2 separate regions of the Zea mays genome follow, and region 2 is linked to region 1. Evidence: chromatin contacts called from public Hi-C data. All regions are on one chromosome and are shown on one strand. The core of a region is the stretch at or near the end of the contact, and the rest is flanking DNA. Distances in the headings are between cores, read along the strand shown.

Region 1 (5,388 bases), core at 1,112-3,611:
AAGTCGTCCATGCCGAGCACGGGCTCCAGGGCCCTGACCACCTCCCGCATCGTGGGCCTGGACTTGGGGTTCTGGCTCAGGCACTTGTAGGCCACGACGGCCGCCACCTCGGCGCCCCTGCACGAGTACTGGCACTCCAGGGCCGGGTCCATGACCTTGTACAGCCTGTCGGGGTGCTTGAGGTACGGCCTGGCCCAGTCCACCAGGCTCTGCTCCCGCGGCCGCCGCGACCGGTCCACCGACTGCCGGCCCGAGAGCAGCTCTAGAAGCACCACGCCGAAGCTGTACACGTCGCTCTTGGCGGTTAGGTGGCCCGTCAGGATGTACTCGGGCGCCGCGTACCCGTGCGTCCCCATGACACGTGTCGTCACGTGCGTCTCGTCGCCCTGTGGCCCGTCCTTGGCCAGACCGAAGTCGGACAGCTTGGTGTTGTAGTCCTGTAAGCAGAGAAGATACAGTTAGGTCGACAGAGTAGGCATGTTGGATTCATCTACGTATTAGTGGTCTATTGAGAACTGTTCACGTTTGATCGCCTGTGGGGTGCCTGTGTGGGACAGGCTGACAGTGACGGTTAGGATATTTTGGCTTGCTGAGTTGCTGTTGATGTGAGTGTAGGCTGGATAACCAGAGATTTTCTCAGGTTTGGTGTTTGGCTGTTTGCCCAGCAATAATCTTCCAAGTTCCAATCAGGTCAAGGCTTCCCATGACGTGCCAGCAAAAGTGTGCGTGGTTCAGAAACGTGTGACGCTGCAGGATGTGGTACTGAATGGCCACTTGGGTGACTCGCGTGGTCAAAAGGTTCAAAATTAATACAGTATTTTTTATAAGATTTCTGCTGGTAAATTGAATTCATGCAATTGTGGGACCTGGGCCCCAGGTTTGTCATCCTCTTTTGTTGGTAGTTACCGTTTGCAAGTGAGCTTGCATTTCGGAACCGCGTCCTTTTGTGGGCGAGTGCCTAGCAGTGTGCTGTGACGGGAAGTGCTTGCCTGACGCAAGTAGAAAGGGAAACTATATATATATAGCTATGAGCTCGCTTACCGAGTCGAGCAGGATGTTGGAGGCCTTGAAGTCGCGGTAGATCACCTGCGGGTCAGCGTCGTGGAGGAAGGCGAGGCCCTTGGCCGCGCCGACGGCGATCTTCATCCTCGTCATCCATGGGAGGGCGCCGTTGGTACCTGCAGCGACAAGGACGTTTCATGTGAGTATTTACTTCCTCCCCGGCATTGACCAAGGCTTGTGCATGTGTAGGCATGCGACCTGGCAGCGTATACAGCATCTACTAGGCAAAAAAATATTTTGCTCCTCCAGAAGGCACATTACAGAGCTCACCTAGTCCTACGACTTTAAACAGAAGCAACGGAAACCGGAGGCTTTGCTTGTTGGGCTCAAAAAAAAAATCGACCAAGCTAGCACGCGAGGCGACCAGAAGCAGGAAAAAAAGAGCTCACTTTTGAACAGGTGGTTCTCCAGGCTCCCGAAGCTCATGAACTCGTACACCAGCATCCGGTGCTCGGCCTCGTAGCAGTAGCCGATGAGCTTCACCAGGTTCTTGTGCCTCAGTTGCCCGAGGAAGAACACCTCAGCCTGCGAGAGCAAACAAAACGACAAAACCCCCCGCAGGTTCGGTCAGCGTCTGATCCGGTCGATCGAGCCGGTGACCGGCGTATGCATTATCCACTCACCAGCCACTCCTTGTGCCCCTGCGCGCCGCCCTCCAGGTCGAGGTACTTGACGGCGACGTCCTGCGCGCGCAGGCCCGGGCGGAGGGCCTCGCCGACGGCGCCCCTGTACACGGGGCCGAACCCGCCGCAGCCGAGGAAGTTGGCGCGGGAGAAGCTGGCCGTGGCGGAGCGCAGCTCGGCGTACGTGAAGGCGTGCAGGTTGGACCCGGACAGCGTCAGCGACAGGTCCTCGGGGGAGAGCGTCTCCGACGACGAGCCGAGGCTCGTGAGCGACATCCGCGACGACGACGACCTCGGGCTGTCCTTGCTGCTGCCGCCGCCGCAGCCGCGCCTCCGCCGCCGCCGCAGCGTCGAGCCGTCGTCCTCGACCGCCGCGCTGCCGCCCACGCAGCACAGGTAGGTCCTCCAGGACTGGGCGCCGGCCATGTCAGTCGGATCGAGAGAGGTGCGTTCGAGGAGCTCACGCGGGAGATTGAGGCTGGCCGGAGGGAAGGTCTGGGAGAGAAGAGAGAGAGAGATAGGCTTAGTTGGGGAGAAGCGCAGGTGGGCAGGCAAGCGTTTTATAAGCGCGCGCGCGCTCGCGGCTGGGGAGACGGCGATGGCATCGCGGGCGCAGCGCACCCAACCGGTGAGCGCCCGCACGGATGGCCGGCCCTGACTTGGAGGAGCGCGGCTTGTGGTTCTGGCAACGACTTTGAGCGCGCGGCAAAACCAAAACCGCGGGTGATGTGACCCCGCCGCAAACAGGGGACAAACACCGGGAGAGAACACCACACCTCACCACTGGACTGGACAACGCTGCATGGTGACTGGTAGCTGGGGCGCACGGCGTCACCGCTCGTAAAGTCCCCAACAGCTCCCCCAAGGCTGAAAGGGAAAACAGCAACCGGGTGACTCGGTGAGTAATGATGTGTTTGATTTGAGTAATGAGCTAGTCTATCATCTTCTTGTTTCTCACTATTTTTTGTTTGGTCTATAAAAAATATAATAAGTTGATTTATCATCACCTTATTTCTAATAGTTAGTTCTTAGTACTAATATGAGTAATGTAGTCACCCCACCAAATTTGAAGAATAAACCTATAATACACCACATCAATTTAATTAGATGAAATGATTCATCAAACTAAACACCCTATAACTGTGCAGCGTCACACCTACGAATAGTTTAGCGAGTCCATAGTAGTTAGTCCAAAGGTGTTTCATCCGATCCGGTTACTGCTGCTGGCGGCTTGCGCTAGTTTTCGTAGTAGTTAGTTAGTTACAGAGCGGTTTCGTAACTTTCGTTCGATGGCAGAGAAGAGCCGTGGATTTGTCTGCTCAGTGCTCGTCTGGGGCAAGTAAAAAAAAACGGAGGTCCGCAGGTGACGCTTAATTTGCAACTTGTGTGGAAAGGGCAAGTAAAAAAAAGCAAGCAAGGGATCGATATGGTATGGCCTAGCTAAACCCAGCCGGGGCGCGTAACGGAACTGGGCGTCGCCGCTGTTTTAGCCGGACCGTGCCATATGCCATGCATGGCCAAGTGTCAACGTCACGACGGCTTTGCAAGCTACGACGAGGACGATGATGGAGTGCTGGTCCAAAACGCTAGAGAACACGAGGTAGATTAGAGTCTAAACTCTACTAGTTCGTGTGCCGCCTAATCCTATAGCAGCAACAACTTTTTGCCTGGCGTTGGAATTGGAATGAGATTCGTGCATATCGATCTCCGCCTAATCTATCCTAGTACCTAGTACCTACCAACTGCTGCCGGAAAGTCTGCCCATGCATGGCACAGCTCTGACGTAGCCACGCGTTGTATCGTCTTCCCCTGTGGGCTGTGTGGGTGTGTGGATGGGTGTGGGTGGGTTTGCGAAACGAAACGGTGTCCTTTTTCTGCTCTCTGTCCCTGTCTGAGCAAAAGACAGGGCAAAAACTATCCCATCCTATTCCTTGGCACACGCTAGATGCATTTTTTTTGTTTTGATGAGACGCAGGCTACAGGTAGAGACGACATCGCAACATGCCCCGTATCTGAACCACCCTACAGTCCTAAACACGAGATCGGTCCTCCAGTTTATAGAATTGGGGAGGGTAATCTCCTGTCCACTGCTGCAGCGACAGCAGAATGATGACGATGATGATGAGGCCAACAGACGGGCCAGCACTTGGCAGTTGGGCGAGCCTGGCTGTCTGAGAGAACTTAAGAAGTCGAACGCGACCACACATGCTCGCGGGATTGGGAACGGGCCGGAGCCAGCCTGACACGTTCGCGGCTGCATATTCTAGCACCGCGCTAGCGCCTTCGGGTGCAGACTGCAGAGGAGCTAATGATGGTTTCTGTCGCGAAGCTTCCTCGGCGAAAATGGCAGGAAAAGGAACAGGGGCCACGAATGTTTTTTCGTGCTCGGGTGAGGAAAGCAACGTCCCGGCCTGACTCTTCGCCGCACAACTCAGTCTATTGAGTTTTTTTTCGAGGTGGTTTGGTACTCGGAGGCGCCAGGTGGCTGGACGGCGTATCTGCTCTACCTTTGTTATGCGTGTCACACCTGAATTTCAGAGAGTCCAAAATCTGATTGCGAACTTATGTAGAATCGAGTCTCACACATATGATGACTCATAATAAAAAAACGAATGTCACATCATTAATATATAACAGAGTTCTATACAAAATAGTTAAATAATTACATCATACGAAGACAACGATCCAACAACCATAGTTGACTCGAAGATAACGGCCTAGACCTCTCACGAACTCATCACAACATCTCTCTTGCGCCTCATCATGCGGTACCTGTTCTTGACCTAGGGGAATGTGAGTACAGCAAGGGTGAGTTCATATACGTTCATCGCTCAACAAATTGTGAGGAATAATGTGCATGAACTCGCCAAAGATGGTAGCTCATGCGAAGTGTAAGGCTTACCAAAGGAAATAGTTAAAGCTGAGCATTGTTTTTAAAGTTGCTCAAAATTTTATTAACAGTTACTAAGTGTAAGTAGATATTGAAAGGGAATTAGGCTTACACCTAGTTCCTAAATAATTTTGGTGGTTGAATTGCCCAACACAAATAAATTGGGCTAACTAGTTTGCTCTAGTGTACAAGTTATACAGGTGCCAAAGGTTCACACTTAGCCAATAAAAAGACCAAGAATTGGGTTCAACAAAGAGAGCAAGGGATAACCGAAGTGTGCCCTGGTCTGGCGCAGCGGACTGTCCGGTGTGCCACCGGACTGTGTCCGGTGCACCACTGGACAGTGTCCGGTGCACCAGAGGACTCCAAGTCAAACTCATCACCTTCGGGAAAATCCAGAGGCGCTCCGCTATAATTCACCAGACTGTCCGGTGTACACCGGACAGTGTCCGGTGCCCCAGGGAAGAGCGACTCTGGAACTCGCCAGCTTCGGGAATTCGCTCCGCTATAATTCACCGGATATGTCCGGTGTACACCGGACTGTCCGGTGAGCCAGCGGAGCAACGGCTACTTCGCGCCAACGATCACCTGCAGGCGCATTTAATGCGCGCCAGAGCGCGCAGAAGTCAGGCACGCGCGCGCTGGTACACCGGATACTCTACAGTACATGTCCGGTGTGCCACCAGACATCCAGGCGGGGCCAGAAGACAGAGCTCCAACGGTCGGAACCCAACGGCCTTGGTGACGTGGCTGGCGCACCGGACATGTCTGGTGTGCACCGGACTGTCCGGTGCACCATACGACAGTCAGCCA
Region 2 (5,388 bases), core at 1,515-4,014, 530 kb after region 1:
TGCTAATGAAACTTACTGCAATTGGTTTATGCCAAAGGGATACACGCAGCAGAATATGTCTGTAGGCCATCTCCTGGCTGACTTAATGGGATCAAATTAGGGCCAGATTGAGCATCAGGCACAGTTGGCACGTCATCCACAGCACGATCATAGTCTTCAGGGGGACGATCTACTACAACCGACCGCATCATAACCTCCATGAGTTGCAACTAGGTCTTCATAGCCGAAGTAACGTAATTATCCCAATCCAGTTGAGAATCAATTGGGATGACTCGTCTTATGACATTTGGTGGATGACCAATGTTAAGCACTCCATCAACCGCAATGTCATCATCTTCATGGTAACCTAGCTTTTGTTTAGCCTTTGTAAACACATCGCTCAAGGAGGGTCTACCAACAAATAGTACAGACATGTGTCGCATGTCAATGAACTTGGCATTTTCATAGGGATCTTCTTCCACATTGCCTCCATGATATAAGCTCATAAAATTGTCCATCTATTTGAAACACGAATTAAACATTCAATATCCACTATGGATGGTTATTGCCTAACCACAACCCACTAATAACTAGCTACATAACTATAACTATAACCACAACCCACTAAAATACTAACCACCTTATAACTAACTACTTAATAACTAAGTATAAATTTTGACAGCACCTCCCCTGCACGGGGAGGATACTAAAACCTGCACATTCAACTCACATTCATCATATTCGATCAAATTCGCATTTATCACATTCATTTTCATGACACTCACATTCAACAAACAACTAATTATAGCAACAAAACTAACATACCTAACAAAAATGTTAACACAATAACTAAAAATACTAACTAAATACTCAAAAAATTACCTAGATGGCCGGGGGCGAGGTCGGACGACAGCGGCCCGGGGCAACGGTGGCGTGGTGACGGCGGGGCGAGGTCGGATGACGGCGGGGTGGCGGGGCCACGGGGCGCGTGGGTGGCGGGCCGGCCGGCGTGGGCCTGTGGGCGGCGAGGCAGCGACGTGGTTTCAAGAGTGAGAAAAACGGGGAAGAAGGTGACCCCGCGCGGTATAAAGGGGGTCGGCGCCAAGATCTATGGCGCCGACCCCCTGACACGATTCTGCCGGTACCAGGGGTCGACGCCAAGATCCATGGCGCCGACCCCCACCACCTCACCATCCACGTCACCCAGTCAGGCACCATCAATGTTGGCGCCGTCACACGTTAGCTCGGCGATATAATGGCGCCGAGCCGGGGGGTCCATTTTTTAAAATGAAACTGCAAAGGGCATAATTGTGCAAAAAAAAACCCAAAAGGGCTAGATTGTAAAAAAGTTGGCCCTACTCACTGCCAACTCACTTTTTTAGTCTTAGGTGGTGTTTGAATGCACTAGAGATAATAGTTAGTGGCTAAAATTAGCTAAAGTCATCCAAACACTAGCTAATAGTTTAGCTATTAGTTATTTTAGTAAATTAGCTACTAGTTAGAGCATCTCCAAGCGACTCTTAATTTTTGGCTCTCTATTTGACTCTATATTTATCTTTTCATAAAGATTACACTTTATATGTAGCATCTCATCAGTCCAACAGGATCTAGTTTGACTAGTCAGAGTGGCTAGCCAAGTTTGGCCAGTGACGGAACCAATTTAAAGAGTCAAATAGCTTGACGAGTCACATTGTTAGTCGGTTGGAGATTTATTTTGCTACTAAGTAGCCAAAATTTGGCTTGACGAGTTAATTGACTAATCTTTTGAAGATGCTCTTAACTAACTATTTGTTAATTAGCTAATTATACTAGAATTTTTTAGTCAACTAACTATTATCTATAGTGCATCTAAGGGAGTGTTTGAATGCACTAGAGCTAATAGTTAATTAGCTAAAAATATACTAGTAGAATTAGCTAGCTAACAGATAGTTAGCTAACTAGTAGTTAATTTACTAAAAATAGCTAATAGCTAAACTATAAGCTAAGGTGTTTGAATATCTCTAGCTAATTTTAACCACTAACTATTACTCCCTCCGGTGCAGTAAAAGAAGTCATCCTGCGCGTGACCGAGCGTGCACAAAAAGAAGTCATAGCGCGCGTGGGTCTGGGATTTGGACGTTATTGCCCCTAGTAATTGCACAAAAAAAGATGCATTTAAGAGGAATCGAACTTGAGACCTCCAGTCTAGAATGCCTTGGAGCTGCTGCAGCAACCAATCAAGCCTGATTGTTTTAGTGACATTAATGCACTCATATCCCTATTTAATAGGGGCAAACAGGGAAAACTCTATGATAATTAATCACTCCTTGGTATGCACAATTATGTCCTAAACGACTACCTTTACTGCACTGGAGGAAGTATCTCTAGTGCATTCAAACACCCTCTAAATACCCTTCATCTTCCGTGTTCGCTCCTTCCAACCAATCGATACAGAGATCTATTCTAGAAAGCAGCTTTATCCGAGAATCTAGCGGAAGCTGTTTTTCGAACCACGCGGCCCACCTGAGCTGATCTTTTCCTCCCTTTGTCAGAGTCCGCAGTTACTACCGCAGCTGAGAGATCAAGACGAGATCTCGGACGAAATGGAAGTTTCTCAAATTTCTGCATGCGAACGAGAACGAGCGCCGACGCGTCCAAATGGCAAGGCCGTAATTGCAGTGCCACGTCTGACCGTTTCCCTGTGTGTCTGTCTCCTCACTCCCGTGTCCCGTCTCCTTTTTTCCCACTACGCGGTCTTCGCTCGCTCCTCGAGTTCAGTCCTCACCTCCCCACCGAGCTCCATTAATGGCGCCTCCCCTAATTTTGCCATAAGTGCCGAGACCACGTGGGGTCTGGGAAGGAAAGGCTACTGCCACTTCAGAGGTCGGCCTGGGAGGCTGCATCGCATCCACATGGGGTACCAGCCCATGCACGGCAACGGCGGGACAGCCGGTGCCGGGACATCAGGCTCCGGCGGCGGCGGCGGCGGAGACCACTTGCGCCACCACCAGCAGCAGCGCCTGCACAGCCCCCGCATGGCCGGCGGAGGCTCCATGACGCGCCGGGCCAGCTCGTTCAAGCGCGGCGGGGGCGGCGAGATCGAGCTCCAGATCGGCTCTCCGCGCTCGCCGAGGTGCGACGGGTTGGGGAGCCCTCCCTCGGACTCCGTGGAGTCGTCCGGTAGCGGCCTCCTCCTCCACCAGAGCCAGCAGAACCAGCACCTCCGGTTCCGGCTCTTCAAGCCGCCGGTCTCCGGCGGCAGCGCGGTCGGACTTGGTCTGGGGATCCGCGAGAGGAGGAAGCTCGGGAACATGCTGTTCCTCGCCTTCTGCGGCGTGTGCTTGCTCCTCGGCGTCGTCAAGATCTTGGCGGGCGGCTGGTTCGCCCTCCCTGGCAATGACAAAGACGCCGATTTGAAGGTAAATAATTAGGATTTTTATGTGCAATGGTAGCTGTTATTATTTGATACGCCTATGTTGTTCACCCTCCTGAGTCATGATCAACAGCTCCTGGAGAGTCACCTAAATGTCTTATCCCAACTTGTCATGATGAATAAACATGCTCTCAGCCTACTTGTTCAGTTACTTGCAAGCTCGGTGGTCTCGTTGCAGAAAGCATCACGATTTTCTGAATTTGTTTATCAGATGCCCCTTTTCATAGAATTTATTACCCTTAGCATTCCCAATTGTAGCAATGCATTTTGCGAGCCTAGTAATTTCCAGCTGTAATTTCACTCAGTGGGATTAGGACCGCAATGGTTTAACAGATATCTGATGGGACCTGCATTCTGTTGTGATCCTTTTAGTTTGGATTGTATAAAAAATCATTTTAATGAAATAGCTGGGAGATATAAGAGACCGGCCTAGCAAAAATAATCTGGTTTTGGATCTGTTAGGTTGGACCATTTGAGTTAGGGAGCATATCAAGTGCAAACCAATCTATTGGTGCAAAACTTGCAAACCAACACAAGAATGGAGACAAGAATGGAGGTGGCAAGACCTTTTTTATATGATTTTTTTTAAAAGGTTCTCCCACCTCCATTCTTTTGTTGGTTTGCACCAATAGGTTGACTTGCACCTGATATGTTACATTTATACTGTTCTATGGAACTTCATTAGATAGGTACCAATGAGAAGCTTTCGGTACAGACGGACAGGTATTGGCAGTTGGCTTACAAAGAGACACTAGCTCTAATGTTACTGTCTATTACTCTATTGGCAGTTGGTTTCTGTAGGCTGTTTGTGCACCTTCGTTTTCTTCTCCCGTATATGTCTATGGTCTCATATAGACACCTTTTGTCTTTGTCATCAATGGTCATGGTCTTTACTAGCCATAGGTGTGCATATGGTAGTTAATACTAGGGGTGCAAACAGTCAGATAGCTACAGTCTTGGTTTCGGATTCAAATACCGATGGTGTCAACTGTGTCGGATAGTTCTTGTGTCATGTGTGTGTGGGGGGGGGGGGGGGGGGGGGCATGTGGGTGCGTGTGTGTGAACATCAGAACATGGGTATGGATGGATCTGTACTCTTCTATACGGATTCAAACTTGGATACGGTCAGAAAATATCTGTATCATTTGCACCCCTAGTTAATACGATTAATCTCTGTGTTCATTGCTTGGGCTTATACATAAGAATTCCTTACTGAGTACTGCCAGATCAAAACTGCAACCTTCTTATTGCCTCTCACCATTGACTAGAGTAGTGCCCTTATCTCTCTATTTAGTCTAGCAATTAGCCAATGCTAGACTTCCATACGCTGGATTTGATCAACGACCAATTTCGGAAATTTCTCTTCCGAATCTTTCTAGAGTCGCCTCTGTTATGCCTAAATTTATACATAAAGACTGTTTGGTCTGGGCAGTGAACATTCTTGTAGCATAAGGACAAGTCCTCCAGTTGTGAGGCTACCAACCAGGGCTCAAACCCTGGTTCGCACAAAAAGGCCCCTTGCTGTGTTCCCCAAAAGCATGAGTGCTTGTGGCAACCATGCCCTCTTACCGGTAAGAACAAGCTGTCAGGTGCCTTTTCTTGAGTCTTGACCTTTGAAGCAATGCCTTTAGGGCCTGTTTGGAAGCAAGGTATTTTTATAGTTTCTAAGCAATACCATGGTTTATAGGAATATTTAAGTATTTTATGCCATGAGGTGTTTGGTTGCAATCCTAAAAATTATGTTTCAAAGCCATGGTATTTTAGATACCATGATATTTTTGGAGTATTTAAAACTCCGCTCCAACCCAAAGTTTTCATGGCATGGCTAGCTTTTGTCTAAATACTATGGTTTACATTATTGTATCCATACAATATTGCAAAACTACGGTATTCTTGGAAGTGACCAAAACTATGGTATTGTCATGACAATTGCAATGTATAGTATTGTAGAACTATGGTTTTAAAAAACATTGTTACCAAACAGGCCCTCAGGGTGT

What was found. A called contact is a pair of places that touch in the nucleus more often than the background predicts.
Region 2: a Hi-C map of ear shows a contact between it and region 1, with 2.9 times the contacts expected there. The contact joins the promoter of LOC100279065 here to the promoter of LOC103634152 in region 1. A contact is called at or near these places in 2 of 25 Hi-C or Micro-C datasets (ear and tassel).

Annotation. Positions count from the first base shown.
Region 1 is chr7:127,105,737-127,111,124 of Zm-B73-REFERENCE-NAM-5.0, forward strand. It overlaps LOC103634152 (serine/threonine-protein kinase), which reads right to left and starts at 2,362. Exons shown (of 4, transcript XM_020541272.3): 1 at 1,686-2,362; 2 at 1,452-1,587; 3 at 1,042-1,178; 4 at 1-437. The coding sequence starts at 2,111.
Region 2 is chr7:127,632,652-127,638,039 of Zm-B73-REFERENCE-NAM-5.0, forward strand. It overlaps LOC100279065, which reads left to right and starts at 2,765. Exons shown (of 9, transcript NM_001354577.1): 1 at 2,765-3,377. The coding sequence starts at 2,871.